Linked DNA regions of Mus musculus: all the other regions are linked to region 1. Evidence: chromatin contacts called from public HiChIP or PLAC-seq and promoter capture Hi-C data. All regions are on one chromosome and are shown on one strand. The core of a region is the stretch at or near the end of the contact, and the rest is flanking DNA. Distances in the headings are between cores, read along the strand shown.

What was found. Promoter capture Hi-C pulls out the DNA fragments that hold promoters and counts their contacts. HiChIP or PLAC-seq counts read pairs in DNA pulled down with a chosen protein or histone mark.
Region 2: a contact with region 1 is called in a promoter capture Hi-C map of pre-B cells, with 2.9 times the contacts expected there. The contact joins the promoter of Cog2 here to the promoter of Tomm20 in region 1. A contact is called at or near these places in 2 of 39 promoter capture datasets (liver and pre-B cells).
Region 3: a contact with region 1 is called in a promoter capture Hi-C map of pre-B cells. The contact joins the promoter of Gnpat here to the promoter of Tomm20 in region 1. A contact is called at or near these places in 2 of 39 promoter capture datasets (liver and pre-B cells) and 2 of 9 other capture datasets (embryonic stem cells and liver).
Region 4: a contact with region 1 is called in an H3K27ac HiChIP or PLAC-seq map of extraembryonic endoderm stem cells, with 21 times the contacts expected there. The contact joins the promoter of Exoc8 here to the promoter of Tomm20 in region 1. A contact is called at or near these places in 1 of 39 promoter capture datasets (pre-B cells), 1 of 115 datasets of contacts at active chromatin or transcription factors (extraembryonic endoderm stem cells) and 1 of 9 other capture datasets (liver).

Annotation. Positions count from the first base shown.
Region 1 is chr8:126,944,524-126,947,560 of GRCm38.p6, forward strand. It overlaps Tomm20 (translocase of outer mitochondrial membrane 20), which reads right to left and starts at 1,398. Exons shown (of 5, transcript NM_024214.2): 1 at 1,081-1,398. The coding sequence starts at 1,201. It overlaps LOC115486982 (a long non-coding RNA gene), which reads right to left and starts at 1,074. Exons shown (of 2, transcript XR_003947623.1): 1 at 1-1,074. It overlaps LOC115487043 (a small nucleolar RNA gene), which reads right to left and starts at 457; the gene lies at 324-457. Rbm34 (RNA binding motif protein 34) reads right to left here. Exons shown (of 11, transcript NM_172762.3): 11 at 2,649-3,037.
Region 2 is chr8:124,519,233-124,522,269 of GRCm38.p6, forward strand. Cog2 (component of oligomeric golgi complex 2) reads left to right here and starts at 1,535. Exons shown (of 18, transcript NM_029746.3): 1 at 1,535-1,719. The coding sequence starts at 1,648.
Region 3 is chr8:124,861,391-124,864,427 of GRCm38.p6, forward strand. It overlaps Gnpat (glyceronephosphate O-acyltransferase), which reads left to right and starts at 1,643. Exons shown (of 16, transcript NM_010322.3): 1 at 1,643-1,922. The coding sequence starts at 1,848. It overlaps 2810004N23Rik (RIKEN cDNA 2810004N23 gene), which reads right to left and starts at 1,639. Exons shown (of 7, transcript NM_025615.2): 1 at 1,495-1,639. The coding sequence starts at 1,582.
Region 4 is chr8:124,896,216-124,899,252 of GRCm38.p6, forward strand. Exoc8 (exocyst complex component 8) reads right to left here and starts at 1,490. Exons shown (of 1, transcript NM_198103.2): 1 at 1-1,490. The coding sequence starts at 1,411. It overlaps Sprtn (SprT-like N-terminal domain), which reads left to right and starts at 1,679. Exons shown (of 5, transcript NM_001111141.2): 1 at 1,679-2,166; 2 at 2,861-2,960. The coding sequence starts at 1,943.

The sequences.
Region 1 (3,037 bases), core at 148-2,647:
ACGATGAGGCTACTTGGGGCCTACGGGCTCAAAAAGTCCTGGAAGTCCTATAATGAGTATTAAAGGATGTACGTCTAATTCATTAGTCTCCGACCATATATAACTACGAAAAATTAAAAAACTCATTTAGAAATTCGAGAGAATGGAGTAACTGACTGACTGCAGCCCCCAAGAAAGCGAAACAAAAAAGGCCAGATTATTCCAACAAATGTGCTTTCAGACTATATATTGAAAAATAAAGAGTCTCTGTAAATTCATGGGTGGATCACATGTCCATGACTTCCCAAGGCGTGCCAAGATTTCCCTCCGGTAAAACTCTTTGAAGATGTCGCAGGTATGAAATAAGACTGAGCCACGTGAGGAGCGCAGCCCTTTGGACTCCCCCGCACTTTGTCTAGCATTCACTCATATCTTGGAAGCACCAGAGCAAAGCTGCCAAGAGGGTTTAAGAATGCAAGGACGACACCCCACTGTGCTAGTGCTGGGGCAGCACCGTCGACGGGTTTGCTGAATAGAGCACCACCGCCTTCGGGGTAGGCACCCGTCTGAAAAGCTAGCAATGAGAGGCACCAAGAGTTCGAAGCCGACCTACCAACTGCAGCAGTCCCCTGTCGTAAACACACATAAAGAATGATTGTTTTCAACGGTGACTGTTATAGAGAAAGGCTCGTGCCTGTTATCACAGCACTAGGTTGAAGCGGGGGGCTGGGGAGGTGGTGGTGGTGCTGGCTGCCACGAGGTCGAGGCTAGCGCGGGTTACAGCCTGAGCTACACAGGAGGACCCTGTCTTCAACACAAGTTGAGTGGGGGGGAATGGAGCTGGGCGTGGTGAGACCTTGAAACTGGAGGATAACCACCTTAACCTGAGCTAAAGACCTGTCTCCCACCCCCCATCCCCCAGAATTACAGAGCTGGGGAAAGGCAAAAAAGTGCTACCCCTCCCCCGAATCAGCATGCATTCCACCGCCAGCAAGATGGAGCCAGGTCGCCTCCAAGATGGAGGCCCGCGGGCACAGGCGGGACCCTGGCCGCAAGAGCGCGACGCCGGGGAGCACTCGGGGGCGCGCGGGGCCCACTCACGTTCTCGAAGCCTGTTCTTGAAGTTGGGGTCACTCCGCCTTTTGCGGTCGAAGTAGATGCAGTACCCGATGAAGAGGGCACCGCACACGCCCGCGGCGATGGCGCTGTTCCGGCCCACCATCTTCGCTCGACTGGGGCGTACGCCGGGCCGCGGCAGCCCGCCTGGCAGCGGTTAGCTCCGACCGATCGGAGCACGCCGGCCGCTCGCAGCCGCCTGCCTCCAGTCCAGACGGAAAAGGCCGAGCGCGAGGACTTCCGGCGCGCGAGGACCCCGGGGGAAGGTCCGCGGCGGGCTGTCCGCGGCGGTGCCTGCGCGGGAACGCCTGGTGCGCACGCGCAGATGGACCCAGTCTGCGCGGCTGAGACGCCAAGCTGGGGGCGGGGCGTGCACTGCAGAAGGATTTGTGCGTCATCCCGTGACCAGGGGGTCAGGGGCAGCACGTGTTTGTGGCGTGCTGAGTCAGAAGCCTCTAATCCACTGTCCTTGCTAATGAAAGACGAAGGTGGGAGCCGGCTGAGAACAGCATCTCATCTCACTGTGTCCTTCAGGAAGCCTGTGACTTGAAGTGCATGCGTTTGCTTTTTAGGTTTTTGAGACGGGCTCTCCCCTTGTAGCATAGTAGGGTCTGGAACTTGCTGTGTAGTCTGCCCTGGCCTCGAACCTGCAATCCTTTTGCCTCATCCTCTGAGCTGTGGTTTTAAAGGAAGACCTGAGCCGCCTGATCTGGCAGTATTTGCTTTGTAAATTGCGTTGTGACTGAGATTAGACACAATGATTGACTGCAAAATAATTTTATGATGTAGCCCTGGTGCGGAGAAGAAAAATGGGTTAATTCGTTCAAAAAAATTTAACCTGTAAGGAATGCAGAAGGGCAAAAAAAAAAAAAAAAAAAGTCTATGGGTGGCCCTGATTTGTGCCGTCATTAAACTGCAGTCTTGTCGTTCTCTCCCTCCTCCACAACCCCCATCAAGATTCCCAACCAGCTCGTTACTAATGCTCGAACCCACCCACCACACTTGTGGCTGGCTTTTGAAGGAAAGGCAGTCTGGTACAGCAACTGCTCCCTTCACTGAGGAAACATCGAAACCTGGGACAGTGACAAGCTATGCTGCAGTCTCTGAGAATTGGGTACAGTGATAAGAGGTAGCCGATGCAAGCCTTTCCTGCACCTCTCATTGTAAGAATGCTTTTTTTTTTCATTTATGCATATGAGTGCTCTACCTGCATGTACACCTTCGTACCAGAAAAGAGCATTAGATAGCATTACAGATGGTCGTGAGCCACCGTGTGGTCGCTGGGAATTGAACTCAGCACCTCTGGAAGAATAGCCAGTGCTCTTAACTGCTGAGCCATCTCTCTAGCCCCTTTAAGGATTTTTTGAAGCTATGTTAAGGGAGAAAAAAAGTTTACAAGAAAAAAATGTTTCATACTCATGACTAATCAGTACTTAGCCAGCACTTTTATAACAAAGCCAACTTCTATCCACTCTTGACCACTTATATACATAGTCTTGTGGCTATTAAGTATTTTATCAGATAGAACGTACCAAGAAATTACACTAAGCATCTTTAGAAAATTTCCTACAAAATACATTTTTTAATGATTTACACAATCATAGTAGCACACACATTCTAAAGGAGGAATTTCAACAGTTACACAGTACCGAATTCCAAAGTATCTAGGGCCAGTGAGATGGCTGAGTGAGTCCATGCTTTGGAAGGAGAAAACTCCAGAGTTTTCTTCTGGCCTCCACATTCACATCATACACATATTAAATAAAGTTACATCTATGCATGTATATAACCTGCTCACTCACAGGAGCTGTAAGTTGTACATAGATTATATATGCACGCACAATCTAATGTTACATCTTTATATAGTTTATGCAAAAATGCTCCAGAGTGATCAGGTAAAATTGCTGAAATTTAACTGAAAAGGTTCTAAATACTGTAAGGA
Region 2 (3,037 bases), core at 285-2,784, 2.4 Mb before region 1:
CCAAGCGTCTACAGAACATTCCACTGAGCTCTTAATATTCAATGATTCTTCTAGCACAAAGTTCCAAAGTCCTCCCACAATCCTCCCCAAAACATCACTGAAGTCAGGTCTGTCACAGCAATACCCCATTCCCGGTACCAATTTGTCTCAGTTAGGGTACCAGGCTAACTATGGCTGCAACAAAACACCATGTCTTAGTTAGGGTTTCTATGGCTTCAACAAAACACAATGATCAAAAAGCAAGTTGAGGAGGAAAAGGTTTATCTGGCTTACACTTTCAGATCACAGTTCATCATTGGAGGAAGTCAGGACAGCAACTCAAGCAGGGCAGGAACCTAGAACAGGAGCTGATACAGAAACCATGGAGGGTGCTGCTTGTTAGCTTGCTTCCCATGGCTTGCTCAGCCTGATTTCTTAATGAACCCAGGACCACCAGCTCAGGGATGGCCCCACCCACAGTGGGCTGGGTCCTCCCTCACAGAGCACTAATTGAGAAAATGCCTTACAGCTGGATCTCATGGAGGCATTTCCTCAGCTGAGACTCTCTTCTCTCTGATGACTCTAGCTTGTGTCAATTTGACACGCAAAGCCAGCCAGTACACCACTGAATCTTTGCAGCAATTCCAGGGTTAGCACACTAGGCTGAACACAGTCAGGTTCTTTGATAAAGGATGGAGGAAAATATCAGAAGGGAACAGCAAGTTCTAGCCCCAAGCTTCTAGGAATCAGGCAGGTTTCCCAGGAGTCTTTGTTTCTCTCTTGGCGAGCACCTCGGGTCCCTCCCTTGGTACCTCCAATTTGCCACTCTGAAATTATAGCGAGAGGCTGAATGCCACATCTCTCAGACTAATAATAACAGCAGAGAACTGTTCGCTTTGTTAGGTTCGAGGATAATACTTTGAGTTGGCAAGAAGGGCTTTGTTTGATCTTTTACAGGAGGAATCGCTAAATAAGGTGTTGGTGAAGTGTTCTAACAATATCTTCCCATGACAGCTATGATGGTGGTGGTAGCCTGGGTAAAGAGGACCTGGAGACAGGCTGGGGGTTACTAGAGCATGGTCAGCGTATGGCGAGTTCACGTTGCCTAAACTTGTGAGGGTGAAAGATTTGGTAATAAGAATAAAATATTAACAAGAAAGCAAGACTTCTTTGCTACACACAAACCAACATGTTAGGGACATCGGCTGCAGTCCAGCCTATCCAGCACATGCTCAGGCGATAGGGTCTCTGAATTTTACCCCAACATTCAGTTAGAGGGATGGTGTCCTGTTTGGTCTAAACTGAAATACAAAGGGATCACTTTCCTCTGACCATCTTTAAGGGCAGTGACGTTTTCTCTCCTCACCAGGAGAAAAGAACAAGGCTGTCCTGGTTCTTGACTTTTCTCCCAGGCCAGCTGCCTCGGTGCATGCGTGAGGCTGCAGTACCACGCTCGACTCCCGGAGGCAGTAGCGCCAGGCTGGGAGCTTCCGGCTCGAGGGCGCCGCTCTTATCACCAACAGTGCGCAGCCGCCCGCGACGCTCGTCTATTGGCTGTCGCTCGCTGCTGCCATACTGGCGGAAGCGGAAGTGGAGCTGGGACGCTGGGGGTGGGCTGGGCTGCCGCGTCCCCTGCGGTCTTGGCCTTGAGGGGCGGCGGCCGGCGTGATGGAGAAACGCAGGATGAACCTGCCTACGGGGCCGGACACGCTGTGCTTCGATAAGGACGAGTTCATGAAGGTGAGGGCACCCGGCAGATCGCCGCTGAGTTGGCCGGACGCTGAGGCCCGGTGGTTCCCAGAGGCTCCGGCGGGTGTCAGGGACGTGGGATGGAAGGTGGCAGGGGTGTCCAGGCTGAAAACGCTCTGACATTAAGAAGTGGGAACCTGACAGCCTCGCCACGCTGCAACCCAGCGGCCCTGCTTACAAATCTAAACCGAAAACACTTGGCTGATAACATTTCACCGAGCAGGCACAGCCTCCGAACGGCGCAGGCTTTGAGCCTGTTAGTTGTACCTCTCCGCTGTTGTCACTTAAAACAACCCCAAACATATTTACACCCGCTTTCTTTCTCGAGACAGGGAGGGTTTTGAGTTGTAGCCCGGACGGGTCTCGATCCTCCTGTCTTAAGGGCAGAAATGGCAACTGTGAGCTAAAAGTTTGTGCCATTTAATAGTTGCGATTTGAGGGACCATTTCAAAGCTGGTTCCGAGGTTAGGAATTTCTTTCTGTCTCTTTGGCACATAAAATACTAAGCAAACGAGTCCAAGTCTTACTGTATAGAGTGTGTGTGTATGTGTGTGTGTGTTGTGTTTGCATGTGTGCACCCTGCTCCCCTTTCACAATCGAATTTTTCCCTCTGACTTAATTGGCCTATCTCTGTTCTGGTATTTGCATTTAGTTGACATGGCCAAAGAAAGCGCTGAGGTTTTGGTGTTTGGATTTTAATTTATATGTGACTTCTGTACTGTGCCCACGTAGGTTTCCATGTGTGAAAGGCTTTTTTGTGTGTATGTGTCTGCCTTCCTGAGTTTATGTGCACAGTGTGTGCAGAAGCCCTCAGAGGCCAGAAGACTGTGGGGTTCCCTAGAACTGGAGTTACAGGTGCTTGTGAGCTGCCCTGTGGGTGCTGGGAGCCAAACCCTGGTCCTCTGTTAAAGTAGTAAGCACTCTTAACTGCTGAGCCATCTCCAATAAATGAGGTTCAAATGGGATGCTTGAAATAATGATTCAGAAAGCCCCTGTTACATCCTGTGACTTATGGATACCTTGGAAAGAGGGTTAAAAAAAAAGAGCCAAAGGTACATGACAGGGACAAGAGTCTGGAGGAAGAAAGCTTGCCCGGGGATCGTGGCCTGTTTTTACTTTAGGTGAGAAAACTTACTGTGTTCACTGTTCACCATTTAACTCAGGCCTCCTGCAGGCCTTGTGCCAGCAGCTGTTCTGGGCCATTGCCTCAGGGTTGGGCATTGCCTGTGTCTCCCTCACTCACACTGAGGTGATACCTCTGTTGGATGCGATGCCTGTGAGGAGATGGCACACAATGTGAGTAGTTAGT
Region 3 (3,037 bases), core at 393-2,892, 2.1 Mb before region 1:
GAAACGAAGTGCTTAGGGCCAGGTCTCATGACTTCATGATCTCCAGGACCCACACGGTGGAAGGAGAGAACTCACTCCTGTGGGAGGTGTTTTCTCACTGCATATGGCGGGGTTGACACACACCCGCACATACATAAATAAATAAAGTAACCGGAAACCACAAACACAGGCAACACTTTCAGAAATCAAAATCCTGCCTTCCTTCCCAGATAGCTGCATACACCTCTGACCCTTAGTAATACAATTACGCTAGTCCTCACACCCGGTGCCATCAACGTCATAGTTCCCAGGACCATGTTAAAAGCATTTGCCTCTATACTAGCATGTCTTTTTACCACACTGCAGGGTTACAGGTACATGTCCGGGTTCTTCTTGTTTTCCTTCGGTTTTGGATTTAAAGGGAATCCAGCTAAACTTTAATTGCTTTAATTTGAATACCTTTACTTTCTACTCTATTTCTCATCTTCAGTTTGTTTCTTCTGCTCAGACTCTCAACAGTGATCTGAAATTTCAATCAGGCGTCTAAGCCTCAGTACTGACCTACAGTATGGGCCCAGGAGCTTTCTGAATACTAGCTGTGTACTTGTGGCCAATGTAACTCTGCCAGTATAGATATAAAAATGAATAGGTAAAGTCCAGGTAGCTGGGAAGTAACTACCGTAATGAATTCCTGCATGTGTGAATATCAACTGTATCTAGGATTTTAAAAATTAGTCTTAAAACTTGTGAAAGTCAGCCAGGTGGTGGTGGTGGCGGCGGCGCACGACTTTAATCCCAGCACTTGGGAGACAGAGGCAGGCGGATTTCTGAGTTCGAGGCCAGCCTGGTCTACAGAGTGAGTTCCAGGACAGCCAGGGCTACACAGAGAAACCCTGTCTTGAAAAACCAAAAAGAAAAAAAAAAAAAAAACCCAAACAAACAAACTTGTGAAAGTCGGAGGCCAAGTGTTGTCGGTGGACACAAAGAACCTAACACAGCGCAGAATGTGACATCAGGCCCTAGACCTTGAGACTCGAGCTCTTAAGGAGGACCTTTATGAAGATGTGTGTACATATATGGGTTGCTCTGACAGTTAATGAGGGAAACACACAAAAATGCATGTACATGTACACCTGGTACGTTCTTCCAAGTTCTCAGCTTGCTTTTGCTTTTTAATCGTGTAAGTGAGCTTGGAATTTTGAGCAACCGCTCCAAAATAAAAACAATACAGCGTTTGTTACGTGTCTGGTTCTAAAAGTCAGGCAATCAACGTGAGCTCTTCTGCCTGCCAGTGCCTGTCCTTCTGCGAGTGGCCTGCCTTTAGTAACCATCTCTGATTTTATTTTCCTGCACAGTGAGAAGGAGAGCAAAAGGTCGGCCAACAAGTGGGGGAGAAGGTCCCGGAGAGGGTAGCGCTTGCGGACATGGCTCCAGGAGACCACGTGGGCCGTGGTCCCGCCGCCTCGGGATGCGTTTCACTGTCTTTGGCCGCCTCCTCCCAGGAGCTACGCTCACCCAGGTCGTAGAGGGTCCGCAGAACGGCGTCCAGGAGTGCCTCCGAACCAGGAGGCTCAACGGAGTCCGAATCGTGCTCCGCCGCCATGGGAATCAGCACGGAGACCCCCCCAGATCCCGCCCAGTGCCCACCACTTCCGCTTCCGGCGCGGCTTCTGCGCGTGCGTCACGGTCCCTGCGCGGCCTCGGGCCTGGTTAAGATGGCGGTGCCCGGGGTCCCGTGCAGTGGCCGTACGGAGTGCCACTGTCCTGGGCAGACGGGAGCCGCCCCGTGCGAAAGAACCGCCCCCAGCGGCTGCACTACAGCCGTGTAGCAGACCAGCCCAGGCCCCGCCAGGGACGGCAGCCGCGCCATGGACGTTCCTAGCTCCTCCAGCTCCCGATTCTCGGTCGGCTCGGCCAGCCCTAGCAGTGTGCTCCTCTATGCGGTAGGCGCCTGGGAGGACCAAGGCCCAGGGCAACGTCGCGGGAAGGACAGTCCCTCCCCGATCCCTATGTCCCCAGCCCACGACCCTTGCTTGTCTTAAAGAGCGGGTCCTAACCCAGTTGGGTACGTGGCTTGGTATCCACGGCAACCATGTGTCTGCGCCTCGGTTAACGCGTCTGCTTTTACAAGTTTGTATCGATGGCGGTCCCTCTGTCCCTTCTCCCCGTCAGGCCGGGAGCCCCCGCACACAACATGAGGGGAGCATTAGAGTTCTGCCTGTTGAGTAGTAATCTTAGTCCTGACCTAGCCCGAGAAGACTTTTGGGTCTCCACCTCCCGCCTTCTCCCCAGCCCTCTACCTTAAGTATTCCTGAGAGAGAAAAATATTCGGCTACAATATGCGCGTAGAGTTTTTTTTTTTAACTCTTACTTGGAACCTCAGGAAATTACTGTCTTCTATTCGTTATGTTTGCACAAGTTTCTGAGTAGGATACCCATTGCCACTGTTTTCTGTCCAACTTACCTTCTACACTACCCCCTTCCGCCCCCCACTTCCTTCCTCTTCTAGTTTTAACTGGTGGTTTGCCCCGTTTGGTTTCCAACAGAGTGTTGGTCACTTACAATATTCACGAGCAATTATCAAGGTGGAGACTTCGTGTGCTTTCACTCCGTGGGTTTGCACAATTACGGGTGGGGTGGGGTGAGAATTTGCTTATTTTTATGTGTATGAGTGTACCTGCATGTGTGTATGTGCACCACGAGGTGTCTGGTGCATCAGAGGCCAGCTCTGGGAATTGAGTTACAGATTGTGAGCTGCCCCAATGTGGTTGCTGAAGGAATGACCCTTAACCCTTGTGCCATCTCTCCATCCTCGGGGGAGAGTTAAAAAAAATCTTAATTAATTATTTTTGAAACAAGATTTTCTTGGTTTGTTCTCTGGCTTTGGCACTAGCTGTGAAGCCCCAGGCTTTCTGGATCTTGCATTCCTCATGCCCTCACCTCCAGAGAGCTAGGATTATAGTCTACACCACCACTCTTGACAAAAGTGCCTTTCAAAGGGTATTTCCATGCTATGCCAGTAGTTAACACCATTTTCTTTTCTTTCCTTTCCTTTCCT
Region 4 (3,037 bases), core at 240-2,739, 2.0 Mb before region 1:
CTGCAAAGTCCGTCTCAAACTCTCTCGCGGTCTCTAGGAGGCTGGTAAAGAAGACGTGGCACAGCTTGTGAATGTAGAGCAGCGTGGCGCCCTCAATCCTGAGCTGGCGGATGGCAGTGTGCACGGCTGCGGCCCTGTTCCTCAGAAACAGCTCGCAAGCCTTCGTGCACTGGCCCAGCCGGATCAGCTGAGACACGGCTCTCCGAGTAGCCTTGGGGCCGCCTCTCAGAGAGCGATCCGGGGAGAGCTCAAACACAAGCACCTCGGTGAGCTGTCGCACTCGTTCGTCCACTTTGGCCCTCAGCTCTTTCACAGGAGGTGGGCTGGGCTTATCTTCCAGGTAGTGATTTAATTTGTCCAGCAAGTCCACGGCACCCTCAAAGTCCCTCTGTGCAATACAAACATCCAAGTCTTCCGGCAGCTCTTGGATCCACTCCATGGAAAGGTCAACCTTTTCCTCCTCCGCCTCAGGGGTGGCCAGTTCTTCATCATCCTCGTCCTCAAACGGGTTGCTGCCCTTGGAAGTGACCGGTGGTGGCGCACGCGGGGCTGCTGCCTCCTCCTGCTCCCGCCTCCTCTTGTCGCTGAGGGCCCTCTTGGTTTCCTCCAGCACTTCCAGCCACTCGCGCTTGATCTTGGCATTTTCCGCCTGGAAGATTCGGCTCTCGGGGAACATGAGAAGCTTGAACATGTCTTTCATGGGCGGATTGTCTTTGACGTTGACCACCGCCAGGCGGTCCAGCGGGTAGAGTGCGTTGTAGCGGTACATGCCTCGCCGTTGTGGCAGCCAGGTGGCCACCAGCAGACAGTCGTTCATGAGGAAGCCGTGCACGCGCTGCAGCTGGGCCATGTGGTCCGCATCGTATTCCACCAGGTCCCCGTTGTACACCAGGTACTGACCTGGCGTCTCCAACAGGTCCCTGCAGCCCTCCACCTTCTCCAGCAGCGTGGTGAGCGTTCGCTGCTTGCCCTCCTCGCCCGTCCCGGAACCCTCTCGAGGGACGCCCGCCGGCCCGGGCAGGAAGCCCGCCTGGACCGCCCCGCGCTCCCGCGGCCCCGCGCCGGCCGTGTCCTCACCCGCAGAGGCGCCCGCGGCGGCGGCGGGCAGCAGTGCCAGCGGGATGCTCTCCAGGCTGCTCTTCTGCTCAGTCAGCAGGTGGCTCAGCTGGTACATTTCGCTCTCCAGGTAGGAGATCTCCCGCGCCGTCTCGATGAACTGCCGGTAGTTCTGGTAGACGTTGCGCTTCAGGTTCTGTGCCGTCTCCTCTGCCAGCGCCTGCACCCGCTGCCGGTGCTCCTGCAGGTCGCGGTCGCCGTCCGACTGCTGCGACAGTTGCTTCACGTACAGCCGCGCCTCGAAGCCCCCCGACTCCAGCTGCCTCCGCAGGCGGCTCGCCCCGCTGTCCGACATGGCTGCCACTCGTCTTGCTCCCGCGGCCCGCAGTGGCTGTTACTCGCCGCCTCCGGGCCCCACCCGAGCCCGGTGGAGAAGGCAGCGGAGGAAGCGGGGCGGGAGCAACACCCAAACGCCTGCGCCGGAGCCGAGCGCTGCATTGCGCCTGTGCCAGAGTCGAGCCGCTCGCACTGCGCCTGCGCCCGGGGCGGAGTGCGGACAATGCGCCTGCGCGGAAACGGCAGCGTCTTAAGGCGCGTGCGCGGACGAGCCAGCACGGAAGTCAGAGGAGGGTCCGGCACGGACCAGACTTGACGTGTGTCGCCGGACCTCAGCGGCTGTCAGGAGACAACCGGCTGCCTAAAGCCGTCCCCAGCCCGAGCCCAGCGTTCCTAAGCCTGTGCCCGCGGGGCAGCGCCGAGCCACCTTCGGTTAGGCGTTCGAGGCTAGCCCGCGCGCCCTGACAGCAGGGCCGGGAGGCCTCGCGAGATCCGTGCGCCGCACGAGCCCGACCGGCGTCTTGGGAGCGGCCGAGGTGGGAGTAGCGGGATGGACGAGGATCTGGTGGTCGCGTTGCGGCTGCAGGAGGAGTGGGACGTGCAGATGGCGCGGCGCGCGGCGGCGGCGCGGGAGCCCGTGTCGTTGGTGGACGCGTCCTGGGAGCTGGTGGACCCCACCCCAGACCTGCAGGCGCTCTTCCTGCAGTTTAACGATCGCTTCTTCTGGGGTCAGCTGGAGGCGGTGGAGGTGAAGTGGAGTGTGCGCATGACCCTGTGAGTGCGTCCGCGAACGGCTCGGAACGTCGGGAAGGGCCAGGCCGCTAAATTGTCGTTGGTGTCCCCGCCTCGCGGCGCAGGGAGAGGTCGCCGGGAAACGTGCCCACTCCCCAGTCCCGGGCCCAACGTCCCTCAGTGATGAACCAGCCGGATCCCTTATCAGAGTTTGAGAAATCCTATTCGAGATAGTAATCTGCCCCGCACATACACTGTCACATAGCAGCTTGAGGTAAAGCAGGCTAAGACGTAGTGTACTTCTAACCTCATACCAGCCCTGTGACTGTTTTGGGAGAAGTGCCCATGTATGCCTGTGCGGAGGGGAGAGGGTGACAGTGGGTGAGGGTTAGCAAGTGTTAACTCTCTGAAGCCAAGTGACCCACTCAGGAAAGCCATCCTCCCATCAGGGACGTTTTCTTGTGAAACAGTTCTTGCCCAAGAACTGTTAGGGATTTGCTGCCCACCCCCACCCCCTTTTTTGTGGGGAGAGGGGAGAGGGCCTCACTATGTATCTGTGGCTGTCCTGGAACATACTCTGTAGACCAGGCTGGCCTGGAACTCGGAGATCCTCCTGCATCTGCCTTCCACGTGCTGGGATTAAAGGCCTGCACCACCATGCCAGACTAAGGTTTGCTTTTTGTTCTGTCTCCTCTGTATTCGTTGACCCTAATCCATTGTTGTGACTGTTTTCCAGGTGTGCTGGGATCTGCACCTATGAAGGGAGAGGAGGCATGTGCTCCATCCGTCTCAGTGAGCCCCTGTTAAAACTGAGACCAAGAAAGGACCTTGTAGAGGTATTCTTTGCATAAGCCTGATTCTCAACAAGTTGATTTGCAGGATTTATTTATTTATTTATTTATTTTTAAGAGAT